Linked DNA regions of Sus scrofa: region 1 is linked to region 2. A link is a contact called in public Hi-C data. All regions are on one chromosome and are shown on one strand. Each heading gives the region's core, a stretch centred on a gene start, on an enhancer-like site or on the middle of the called end of the contact. The rest is flanking DNA. Distances are from core to core; before and after follow the strand shown. Region 1 holds the start of FLRT2 (leucine-rich repeat transmembrane protein FLRT2). Region 2 has its middle 84 kb from the start of FLRT2.

What was found. A called contact is a pair of places that touch in the nucleus more often than the background predicts.
Region 1: a Hi-C map of skeletal muscle shows a contact between it and region 2, with 4 times the contacts expected there. The contact joins the promoter of FLRT2 here to the enhancer-like site in region 2. A contact is called at or near these places in 3 of 47 Hi-C or Micro-C datasets (embryonic fibroblasts, liver and skeletal muscle) and 1 of 2 datasets of contacts at active chromatin or transcription factors (skeletal muscle).

What each region holds. Positions count from the first base shown.
Region 1 is chr7:107,810,086-107,817,070 of Sscrofa11.1, reverse strand. It overlaps FLRT2 (leucine-rich repeat transmembrane protein FLRT2), which reads right to left and starts at 4,717. Exons shown (of 2, transcript XM_021099587.1): 1 at 3,958-4,717.
Region 2 is chr7:107,725,839-107,731,824 of Sscrofa11.1, reverse strand. No RefSeq gene overlaps it. Among named protein-coding and RNA genes, the nearest start is that of FLRT2, 84 kb to the left of the region's middle. Within about 2 kb of position 1,399, at least 18 of the 83 cell types and tissues checked have an H3K27ac peak or open chromatin away from gene starts, as enhancers often do. A contact at or near this core is called in skeletal muscle, where this site is marked.

The sequences.
Region 1 (6,985 bases), core at 3,468-5,967, 82 kb before region 2:
GGGGAGGGCTCCGGGGATGTTAAAAAAGGGAAAGGATAAATTTTCCCTTTTGTTTGAAATGTTCACAACTCCCCTCCCCATCTGCTTTCCTGCACCAGCTAAACTGAGTGGGCGAAAGAGTGGGTTCGTATCATTTTTTTTTTTTTTAAAGATACTAAATAAGGGTGAGAGAGCGGAAGGGTGAAGGTGGGAATGAGTGAAATCTAGGTATTATTCCCCTTGACTGAAGAATACTAAAAGCTACTGAATAAACAGTCAAAATTTCCTGAGAGCTACAAGAGGAGGCACCAGCTGGGGCCGAGGGTTCTCACCCATTCCCGGGGGAGATGCGCCTCCCTGCACAGCTGCCCACCCGGCGCACAGACGCGCCTCGGATCCCCTAACGATACCATAGATCTCCCTGTGCTAGACGCCCTTCCGCGGGATCTTGAACTTCGCCTCCCTCTTACTTTCAGCGGGATCGGGCGAGCGTCCGGAAAGGCTCTGGGAGGGAGCAGGAGCCCAGCAGAGGAGCAGAGAAGGAGAGGGTTGGGGGTGCGAGTTACCTGCGAAGGTTCTCGAGGTCTCCTTCGAGCCCTGGCGGTAAGCCCTCTCAGCGCCGCGTCCTCCCCCAGATCCAAACTTTTGCTCGGTCCTCCGGGTGGTGGCGGCGGGGACGGTGGCTGCTGCCGGAGCCCGGGCCTGTCGCCCGCAGCGTCGGGGCGCAGGGGAGCGGAGGCCGGAGCCTCAGAGCGGCACGCGCCTCCCCGCAGCCGGCCGGCGCCCGGGCGCCCCGCTCGCCTAGCTCGCTCTCTCCTTCCTCCCCTACTGAGCCGCGGCATCGTCTTCCCCCTTCCTCCGCCACCTCCGCCTCCAGGGCTCGGGCATGCCACTTCCTCGCGGCTCCGGCCGCCGCGGCCCCCGCCTCCTCTCCTCCTCTGCCTCCCCCTCTCCGCCTCCACTGAGCCCACGAGTCCCGAAAGAAGGCTGGCGGGCGGGGAAGGCGGCGGAAAGCAGCCCCGCGGTGCCGGGGCCCCTCGGAGACGGAGGACCCCGGGGGGCTGCGAGAGAGCCGGGCGGGCGCGACTCCGACGCCTGTGCGCCAACTGAGCGGAGCCGGGCTTGGGGCGCTGCGCGGGGTACGCGGGGGCGGCCGCGGGGCTCTCTCCAAGTGCAGAGCCCGCCCAGCGTGGGTCCGGAGGCGGCTCCGACTTCACTGCTGCCTCAGTCCAACCCGGCCGGGCTAATGTAGACGCCGCGGCTCCCACCCCACCCTCCTGACACCCCCAGGAGGTGTTTACAGTAATGAATTCGCGGGATCGCCTCCGCCGCTCCCGCGCTCCTTCTCTGCCTCCGTCCCACCCGCTCTGGCGCGCTCCCCTCCTCGAGTCCTCTTTCTCTCCCTCCCTCCCCTACTCCCTCCCTCTCCGAGTCCCTCCCACATTTCTGGTTTAAAGAATGCTTGGGAGGCGCGGCTGCAACCCAAAGCTTTCCAAGAGGCAAAGTGAGACTCGGCTTTTAACCCTGTCCTCCCTGAAGAGAGTTGCTGAGCGGGCGCCGGGGCTAACAGCCCGGATGCCACCCGGACCATGCACGCTTTCCGCTCTCTCTTGACTCTGCACCCTCCCACCCCCAACTCCAAAGGGTAGTGCTACCGTCAGAGCGCCAAAAGTTGATATCCCCCTGAACGCCCGGGGTCGTACTTCTAAACCAGAAAATCTATTACTGAGACACTGAGATGTGATCGAAACCTGAGATTAGAGGGTCAAAATATAACAAGTCTCTCAACCAAGATGGCGTTATTTCAAACGCAGGCAACCTTGGTGATTTTCCCCCCATCCCCACCCCATCACTACTTTCCTCATCCCGAACCTTCGTAAATAACTTAAAAGGGAAAATAATCTGAAGTTTAATATAACTATTATATTAAACATCCCATTTTCTCCCTTCACGCTGGCACTGAAAGGAGAGAGAGCGTTGTTCACTTTCCCTATTGATTAGGAGGAACAACCAAATTCAGCCTCAGATTCAGGAAACAGGTTTGACAGCGGGGGCGGGTGGGGAAGAGCCTGATTTGCATAACAGGCTACCTTTCCACTTCACAATCTCTTTGCAAAGGTTAAAGAGCAAGGTAAGAAAACCAGGTGCACGTTTCTTTCTTGGGAAAAAATTTTTTTTAAGCTTCTGGTTTTCTCCTCTCATTTCATTGCCGCTCCTCCTGCCTCCAGTAAAATGCTGTCATGTTTTAACAAGTCTGGAGAGAGGCTGAATCTGAACAGAAGAGGGAGAGCGAGTTCGCGTCGAGCGCTGCGCTGAGAAGCGCCGTCGGTGGGGCCATGCGGGAAGCAACCCGAGAGCTTGAAACTAGCTCAGGACCAACTCCCTAAGGATCCACTCGGCTATCGCAGCAGAATAGTAAGGCAGGGGCGGTGTCCACAACTGGCTAGGGATAATTTCCCTGTCCTCAGTTTAAAGTCTGAGTCACTTGGCGCCACTTTCCTAATTGTTTTTATTTCCTTCGCATCCCTGTTGTGTCTATCGCCTTCACGTTTTTGAGCGCCTAAGACGCGTTAAGCAGACTTGGAGAAATGCCCAATTTGCCTCCCGAGCACAAAACACGCATGGATCCACCCAGACGCAAGCCCGAGACGCACGCTGGCACACGCGTGCACACAGGCGCCTACGCGCCCCTGGGGTCGTGCCCACCGGTCGCTGTTCCTGTTGCATTTTGAGAAGCTTGCTGGGGAAATGCTTTGACTTAAAGGTAACATGCCGCTCTTCTCCCCACATGTAGCGTGTGACTAATAAATATCCAGAGGAGGCGGCGGAAGGTTGGGGGAGTTAATTGGACCGGGACAGACTGTGAATGCCATCTTGATGGGAGGTTCCAAGAGCAAAGCGCCAGCGACGACAGCAGCGGTGCCCTCCTTCTCCACCAGCAGCTGCCGTGGCAGGAGCCCCAAGAGCTCCAGGAGTTTCCCTGGCATCGAGTGCGGGTTAAACCCGCCCCAGTCCCTCTGTTCCCTGATGTTCCCTTTCCCTGATTAGTGCCCCGACCTCAACTAGATCTTGGGCTTGATTACAAAACAGAAGTGATCGCGCTGGCGCTGAAATCGCGGGGACAAGACCCGAAACGATCAGCGTGGCAGAGGGATTTTTCCAGGCATCTCAGAGCCCTCGCTGGGACGCGGTGGCAGCTGACGAGGCGAGGCTCCTGCGCTCCTCGCTGTGGCCTAGCTCCTACACTTACTGCTGGACGGCGTAATCCGCCCCCTCCTGCATCCCATGCTCGCGGAGCGCAGAACGCAACCCCAGTTCAGCCTGGTGGGTTTCTCCAGCAGTCACCGCTGGGGCGCTTAGAAGACGCGCTGGTAGGAGCTTAGTGCCAGGCCACTAAAGAACAGCAGGACTGGAGAAAGACTTGGTCTAGGGAGAAATAACCCCTTCCCCTACTCGAAGGAAAACGAACCGGCACCCGCTGCATCTTCTTAGCCACTAATGGACCCCAGCTTGCGGGCAGGGGGCGGGCTGAGGGCTTTAGACGCAACTGCTTGACAATAACGCTGGTGACATTAACAGCAGATGGAGTGGGCGCAGGAGGGGATTGCTACTCGTAGAAGTTACTCATTCTGGGAGATTGAGACGTTGGATTCAGGCAAGCTTAGTGTATCTAGAAACCCCAATTTAGGATCGATGTTCCAGGGGGCTAGCTAATTTGCATTTTGACCCAGAGCTCAGTTACAAAACTCCTTAGAAGAGGTATATTCGGCTTGCAAATGACTTCCTCCAAATCGAGGGAGGTTAAGCAGTCTTTTTTTTCTTTTTTTTTTTCCCCTGGATGTAAGATAAAGCCTATCCTTCCACCCCCAACGACCTGATTTTAAAAAAAAATCCCCCTTAAAAAACCGCGTGGTGCTCGCTGAGCGGCAGCCAGGGCGGTTCCTGGAAACTCCACCTGGTACCTCAGCCCCTTTTTACCTGGCGAGCGCGGCTCCTCTCAGTGGGCTCATCCGAATCCGACAGGGTCGGGGAGGTGGAAAGGGAAGAAGCTGGCTCGGCAGTAGCGGGGCTCCCGGGGCATGGTATTATTTTAGGGGTCGCCGCCAAGGTCCCTCTTGCCCATCGTTGAAAACTGCCAACCTGATCCCGGGGCTTAGTGGACAAGGCGGCGGGCGCAGAGCTCCCTCCCTGCTCCTTGACACAGGGGGCCGAAGGCCAGAGACGCACCCGGGGCGGGAGTCGCGGAGCTTCTAGCGCCGAGATTGCAGCCACTGGTGTTATCTCCGAGCCCTCCTCGTTCCTCTGAGGAGACGGTGGAAGATGCCAAACTCACAAGTGACGGCGACAGGTTTCGAACGTACAACTAACTACAAGGTACCCACCCTGAGACAGTAAGCTGCTTTTCCCCTCCCCCGCCTCTCCCTCCTACCGGGGAGGGAACTGACTTAACCCTGTGTGCGCCCTGCACTCCCTGGAGAAGCTGTAATCGACTAGGAAACCGCAGGCGGCGGCTCCCGGGGCGAGAGCTTTGTTCACGTGCGTTTCCAGTGGGTGTGTTGCTGTCTGGGGGCACTCGCGTGGCAAGACGCCAGTGGCAGGCTTCCAGCGCCAGACTCCGGCATGGGAAGGAGCCCTAGCGTTTCATCCGGACCAGACCCAGCCTTCGGAATCTATTTTTTGCCTACAGTTACCACATTTATTGGAGTTGCCAGCGAAGTTAGGTTTTATTCCTTTTTTTTTTTTTTTTCCTTTTCCCTCCCCTGCCCCTCCGGACCCCTGGATTATTTCCTTTCCTAGAGGGTGCTTTGAAGTCATGGAACTCTCTGCTCATTCTAACTCTAGCTTGTAATTGTTTTGCGTGTGCAAGACGAATTGTGGAAGGCACCCACCCACTCACGCCAAATTTAAATGAAACCGCAAGGAAAGTTGCCTCCCAGCCACCCACCCACCCCATGTCTGCAGAAGCCAAAGGACCACATATTCAAATAAGATTTAAAAAACGGAAGATGGAGGGCGAGGGATATTAAGATGTGAAAGAGGAGGTAGACGTGGAGGGTATGGAAGGGGGTGGAGGTGGGGGGGGGAGAGAGCGAGAGCCTTAGAACGGAAATAAACAGGTTAAAGACAAACAAGAATGACGATGCAGAAAATATATCTGAGTCCCAACGTTGAAAGCATCAGGTCAGCTTTAAGCCCCTGGATTTTAATCAGCAATATTTCCCCAGTTTCTTTGGAAGCTGTTTAAAAAAAAAAAAAAATAGCGCCTTGGCCACCCAGATGCTTTGCATTTTGTAAATATCTTCGACCAAGTCTCTGGACTCCCAAGAAGTTAACTGGAGTTGGAGGCAGCGAGTCATCTCTCAGACGCAGAAGGAAAGCTAAGACAGGAGAAAACTGACAGCAGGGCTCCTCTGCTGTCACCGTCACACCCAAAAGAGCGAGAACAGTGCCCAGAGCGCAAAAGCAGAAGTCTTCCAAGGATTCCTTCTTTCTCCCTCTCCATTTCGGACTAAAGAAAGAAAGACGGAGCCTTTAAAAATCATTCACTTGAATCTTGCAGAAATTGAGTTATTTTAAATAGAGAAAATGTCTAAATAGAGAAAATCCACCGGATAGATGATGTTCTAATTTCTCTCTGCTACATAATAGCCATTTAAAAGGCATCTCTGAGCCAGGCCAGCCCACCGAGTCAATGGGAACGCTGTTTCCAGCCCTCTGGGTGCAGAATTCCGTTGTAAATCCTTCTGGTTTGTCAAGGTGGCAGCAAAGCATAGGAATAGCTCCTCAAGCTGCAGAATCAACACAGGAGACCACATTTTAGGGCAAATACTCATCTACCTGCTTTTAAACTTCCACTTTTGTATGTGTAAGTGTACATAGGGATCCAGGTGAGGTGCTTCCTTTGAAATCTTGATCTGAGATAACAATATAATTACTTCATCTTTAAGAATACATTTTTGTGTAATGGCAAAATGGAACCCTGTACAGATTTTGCTTTCTGATTTATGCTCCAGGAAATGTAATAAGACTGAGAAAGGGAGAGGGCTTGGTTGCAGATGTACAGAATTTGTATATAACACTATTGCTCTTTCTAATTATAAGAAAACAATGTCATGTGGATGCACTCCCTATTAAAGACAATTTGTGCAACTACTGAAATCAGGACAAGGAAATTTAAGTATGGAAAATATTGGACTAAAGGTGTGAACAGAATCACTGGCACAAATTTATTAGGCATATGACCCATGAGTCAGCTTTAGAAATGTGTAATGGTGGGGTCAGAGGAAGCAAAAGGATAGTAAATGTGGTTCAGGGGCTCCAGAGGATAATGATTTTGCAAACTCACAAAACTGTGATAATTAGATTACTTTATTTTTATAGGAAAACTATCACTAGCACATAAGAAAAGAGAACTAGAGAAACAAAGAGCAAATCTGTGAGCTTCAAACACCAGAAAATCAGTTTATTCTTAGGATGTAGATCTTCAATGGAATTTTTGCTTCAGTTGAAGTTTGCCTTCTCAAATATTTTAGCGTTCCCCCCCAGCTCCTGCCTCCAGTTTCCTGTCCAGTTCCCTATCTATACGTACATATGTACCTTGGCTTTCTAATACTTTGTGAAAGTGAAAAATAACATTGGATTTGGATTCATCAGATTGCAGTTTAAACCCAAGGCACTGAAAATTTTGATTCTGGGTAAGTTCAGCGTCAAGCCACCATTCACTCTTCTATGAAATGGACATAAAAATACTTGTTCTACCAGCCTTATAATATATAGAATCATAAATCAGTATTTATAAAGGTGCTTTAGAAATTTTAGTTGTTGTCATTGCTAATACTATTATCATTACATCACACAGTCCCAGCCTTCAAAACATAGGAAAATGACATCATACTAAATGTAGCCTGTTTCCCCTAATGTTAACATTTTACATGACCTTGGAGCATTTATCAAAAGGAAGAAAACAACACTGTTACATTGCTATTAACAAAACTCCAGACTTTAT
Region 2 (5,986 bases), core at 150-2,649:
CTCTCATTCTAAACAAATTAAATCTCACCCACAATTAGAAGAAATAAGATTTGTATAATGATGACATTTAAAATTGAGACTGACGTGTCTCTCACCAGAAACTGGTAGTGGCTAATTTCACATTGTGCCGAAGAATCCACTTGTCAGTGAAAACCTACCTCCCTTGCTTAGATTCCCATCATTCTTTTTATGATAACTGCCCAGAGTCTCTGTTTAGTTACAATGCCAATTTGTTATTTCATATAATATTAACAAGTCATCACATAAAATGAACAGTGAGTTAATGTTCTGAAAGTCTGCAAGTAAATACTGAATTATGGTTAACGCCTTACAGTAGTTCATTTTAGAAAACTTCCATTTCCCTTCTCAAGTCTGCCAATATTCAAAATAATTTCCATCATCTCTTTAAACCTCCAATGAAACTATTTTATTTTCTTTAATATAACTAGAAAATCTAGTTGTTCAGATTAAGTTCTGCTATGGTCTAGATAAAGTAAGTGATCTATTGGCCTTCATGATGTCTTATGGGCATTAGCTAAATTAGACACAGCAGCACTCTTTTGCTATCAATAGCAAGTCCCCGACTGGCCACCTTTTCATAAATCCTGAAGAAGAGCACTATTAAAAATAATACTTCTGGTCAACAGTATAACAGCAAAGACACGCAAGTGAAGTTACAGTTACCAGTAGACAAATATTACCGCATAGAAATCTAATTAACGCTAATACAGGGCTTGAGCATTATGAGTGGTAGCTGGTTTTCAGCAGTGTTTGTAGCCTGGCTTTTCACAACACGGGTGCTCTGTTCTTCCTCCTCCAGATCTCACAGACCCAAGTCAGTAGCAGAGTAGTGCCAGAAAGACTATCAGCCAGAACATTTCTGGCAGCTGGCTTTTCTGGCTGAGCCCTGGGGAAAGCGAACCTACACTCATCTCCAAGGAAAGATAAGGAGGCCCACAAGGGAGGGAATTGTGCGTGAGGAAATTCGAGCAAATGCAAGCGTGATTCTGCCCTTGGTGCAGTTTGGCCTCAAACTGTGGAGTCAGTTGTTCTCTTTCGTTCTCATGTACATGACAACAAACCCAGCAATAACCGTGAACTCCTTTGGTTATTATTGGTCTGCTTTCCAGCCTGTTCCTTTTAGCACCTCTACCCATAATGGGTCTTGGTTCCAGCCTCTACCTTAAAGTTTCCTTTTCCAGGAAATCACTCACCTTCCCAGGCTTTTGAATCACTGTTTTATGACACAATAGGTGGAAAATAATGCATATGCTTTCTGACGATCTTGGAGGAATAAAAAGAGCGAGTGAGAGAAAGATGACCACGCAGGGGGATTGTCTGGCTTTGGAAAGCTCTCACCAGTTGGCAATTGTTAGAGAATGACTCAGCTGTCTGGCTCTACCTTTCAGACGGATTTAAGTGACCTGGAGACTAATCAACCACGCTAAGGCTTATTCACACATAGGCATGCCTGGATCGGCCAATCCCCACTGGGACACAGGAAGGGCAAATATCTCTGATGGCTTCAGGCAAATCCTACTCTTTTTCCCTTTGGAAATGCCATTAATTTAAACTTCCTATGAAAAGCTAAGAATGTCCAGTTATAGTCAAGCCTATAAGACTAAATAACTAAAATGCACTTATTTAACTATATTTCTTCCCACATTCAGTGCATGTTTATTTTATTCTTTTATTAAATGTCTGCAATGTGACAGGTGCCAAGTGAGGCTTTTAAGGGTGATTTGGGAACATTTGTACTCATTTTGCAGCGAAGCAAGTGAGGCCTAGAAAAGTTAAATTGCTTTTTCCAAGACATGCTTGCTTTCTTCTGCTAGAGAAGGGCTTCTCTAATCTTCGTACTTATCCTTTTCATTTTGACTATATATTTATTCAGCAGTAGTCAACAGTATTGGTTAATTTACATGTCTTATGTACTTTTTTCTTTTATGGCTGCACTCACAGCATATGGAAGTTCCTGGGCCAGGAATTGAATATGAGTCGTAGCTGTGACCTACACGTCAGCTGTGACAACACCAGATCCTTAACCCACAGTACCACAGAGGGAACTCCTATCTCATGTACTTTTGATACAGCTCCAGTGTCTTGAGATTGAGAATAACATATGCGATGAATAACAGGGAGGAAGAATAGAAGCCAACTGGGTCTTTATGGCAACAGTTAGCCTTGAGCCAGTGCTGGGAACACTGACCTCTAGATTCTTGCTCTGCCCAAGACAATTACATGTCTTTATCGGTTATTTAAATCAGTAGCTTGGCATTTCTCCTTTGTAACAAAAACTTCCTACCTGCTAGATTAAACTAATAAAGATAGCACAATGACTGGAGAGAGTGAAATGAAAGTTTAGAAAAAAAGCCTTCCTAAAATAAAACTATGATGAACACATTCCAGTCAGAAAGGCCCGGGTGTGAAGAAGCTCTGTGTTGTGTTTATCCAATGTGTTTTATTACCAGAAATGAGAGGAGATTCATTAGAGAATTATCCTCCTTACAACACTATGTCAAGGATAGGCACTTAAAACAGTGTCAGAGAGGGTCAGCAGTGGAGGTGGTACAGACTGCAGATTCCATCGATGAGAATAAATAACTCGGGCTCAGCTAGCAGGGCATCACATGATATGACTGGCCTGCGTCTCTAATTTCCCAAGATGAAAGGAATGGTGCAAGACCAAATTCCATTGCATTCTCCCCATCAGGCACAGTTTGTAAAAGTCCGCTTCCAAGGATACCAGCAGGAACATAAATATTAGGTTTGCTCCTTAAGGGTTAGAATGCAAAAGAGGTGGTACTGCGCATAAACACATTTGTTGCCACTAATAGAGCTAAAATATATTAAGCACTTACTATTTTCCAAGCAGTGTACTTTTCGTGTATTATCCTAGTAGAACCTCACCTCCTTGTGTGATAAGACTTACTATGCCCTTTTATGTATGGAGAACTTGTGGACTAGAGAAGTGAAACAACTCACCAAACACCGTTGAACTGGTAAATAGGATTCAGCCAGGATTTGAGCAAGGGCAGGGTGACAATTGTATGTTAATGTCAATTATAACTATTGTGTCATTTAAAATATTCTATCTTACTTCTCCACCAAGTACATAGGTCCTCTGATGGTATATTTTTTGGTATGTCTTTGTTTAGTGTTGCTAGAACTTGAAGATCTGGGTGTCTTATCTTTGAAAGAAGATGAGAACACCTTGATCATGATTGAGGTGGGAGACAGGGTAGAATTAGGGGTAGGGCCATTGCATGGAACAGATGGGTTTCTTCTCTCGTCTTCTCCTCATTTGCTCTCATGGGCACATGTGCTGTTTGGGCTAAAGACAAAACGTACTAACAACCAAGTTGGCCCTTCTCCTTGGTATCTGTCATGCCATCCATGGTCGTGTGGGAGGTAGAACAAAAGAAATACTTGGAATCAGATAACACTGAGTTTAAATTCCATTCTACCACTTTCTAGCCAATTTTCGTTTTTTCCAATCTACAAAACTATGACTAAAACGCCTATTTCATAGTCTTATTGAGTGGAGTTATGTATGTTTGTGTTTGCATTTATTTATCAAGGAAAATGCTTGGAAAGAGATGAAGCAATAAGCAATATGAAACAATAAGCAATAGCTACAGCTCTTATATGTATGTTAAATTTTTATTTGTTACACTTTATATTATAAATTTTATTTATTTAGACTTTTAATATATTTACTAAATATATTTAATGATATTTATATTTAATATTAAGTATTTAGTTAATATTAATTTATATTTTATTATAACTTTTATAATACTTTACAATTATATATTTATATAAAATTATACATACACCTACAAATATGAATATAGGTAATTTACATATATAATGTATGTGTTATAATAATCTAACAGTTTTCTATTAGATATTAGTAGTTATTATTAGCTCTCTATTACTAGTTTGTTGTCTCGTTTTGACTTTCCAATCACACCAGTTTGCCCTGGTTCTTAATGATTCCTTTAGGAACTCAATGATTTTTCTTCCTTCATTTTCAGCCAAGAGGATTTATTAACCATATCATCATTTTTTGAATTGAAAAATAAGTATGTATTTTTTATCACAGTGTTTCTAAGGTCAACCAATTCATGTCTCTAGCCTGATACTATTTCCCCTTAAGAATTAACAGTGTGGCAAAGAGAAAAAAGGTTATGATGTTTATATAAAGCCAAGGCTTATGGTTCCATTAAAGAAAGTCTCTAAACCCTTCTTGTTTTCTTTCTTGGTATGGGTAACTTAGAGACACACTGGTTTGATAGGCTTAGTTTTGAAATGATGTGCTTATGGATAAAGGGCTGGACTAAATGATGGCTTAAGGGAACATCTGTCTTGAAATCCATGATTTTAATCAGTTTGGACGACTGTTCATTGTTCATAATGATCCCTATATCATTAGATATCTTAACAGTTAAATAAGACCACATGCCTGTAGCCTTTGGCACAGAACCTAGCATATAGTAAATGCTATTAAACTCTATTAATGACTAATTGTGTTTTGTCTGTTGTAGGTCTTCAACTGTAGCTTTGTACTCAGTGATGATGTGTGATGAACAAATTAATACAGATTGTTTTCCTTCTATACCAGTTATTAAGCTGTTGTCTCACTCAGCTTCAAACCTGTTCTTTGCGATTCTGGGGAGAACTACACTGCTCCTTTGCCAACTGGTGTGTGTTAGGCTCCACCAATAGGGGGCCCAAGGAGGAGGAAGAGGGGGCATGCTCTTATTTGTTATTCTGATCAGTCACCCTTGAAATAGCTCTTTCACTGGCCTTGACTGTAGATGCCAATGGCTGCAATTGGTCTTATTCTACAGTTTTTCCACACCACAGAAAGGGTCTCTTAGAAGCTCCTCAGCTACATCAGAAACAGCTACTCTGGGTCCCAGTTCCACATGCCCCCCTCCTCCAAGCTCCTGAGAAACCAGTACCAGCCAAGGAGAGCTCCTTCCACAGAACTCTGAGTCCAAATGGCAGGACTCTCTTCTAAGCACCGATATTTTCATAATATCATTCTCTTCCACCTGCTGTCTGGACTCGAGCTGTGACAGTTGCTTTCTGTGCTCATCACTTTTACGAAACTGCAGTGTCCTCCTTTTATCTTTCCTTTGTGTGATACCTGGTCGATAATTCTTTATATCAAATTCCCTCGCTAGAATAACTAGTGAGCTTGCTTTCTCCTAGCAGAATCTGACTGATAAACTTTCCCACGTCCTGCTCAGGGCATGATGTTCTAGTAGCAAACATTGGACAGGCTGGTAAAAAAACCTTTTATTATGTGCAAGTTAACTTTATTTTGAGGGGGAACCATTACTAACTTTATTTGTCACTTTTTATAGACATTGGTTCACTGCCACATGAAAAGCAGGGAGTGTTTACTTCCACTTAAACATTCCATAGAATGATGTTGTACCACATGTCATAGTAACTTATGGGGGGAGGTCAATTGCTGTTGTAAAAAGATTTTATATTCATGCCTCAAGATCTCCCCCAAATATGTTTTTGTGCATATAATTACAAGTATCTCTAACTCCACAAAACTAGTTTCTTCTTAGATCGTATAGGGTCTTTATTATCCACACCTGGCCATTCAGATCACCAAACTTTCAGAAGAGGTTAAGTAATAGCTATTGTCTGTCAATCAGATACAATACCAAATCCATATGACTATGTAAGCACATTTATCATTTAGATAGAGATGCTCGAAGTTAAAAACCTTTTATTCTGTTTCCGAGATATTTACATTGAATTAAGACATTTAAAGTGTTTCAGAGTATATATTAGTCTAAATATCACCTTTACCTGTTCTGTGTAAGGAAGTTGAATATTTCTAATTCAGTGTATTTTCCCAACATAAATAACATGAACTACTCTAAATGTTTTACACTTATTGCAGTGCATATCTCCAGATATTAAATGGAATGAAATTATACTAAATGGTTATATC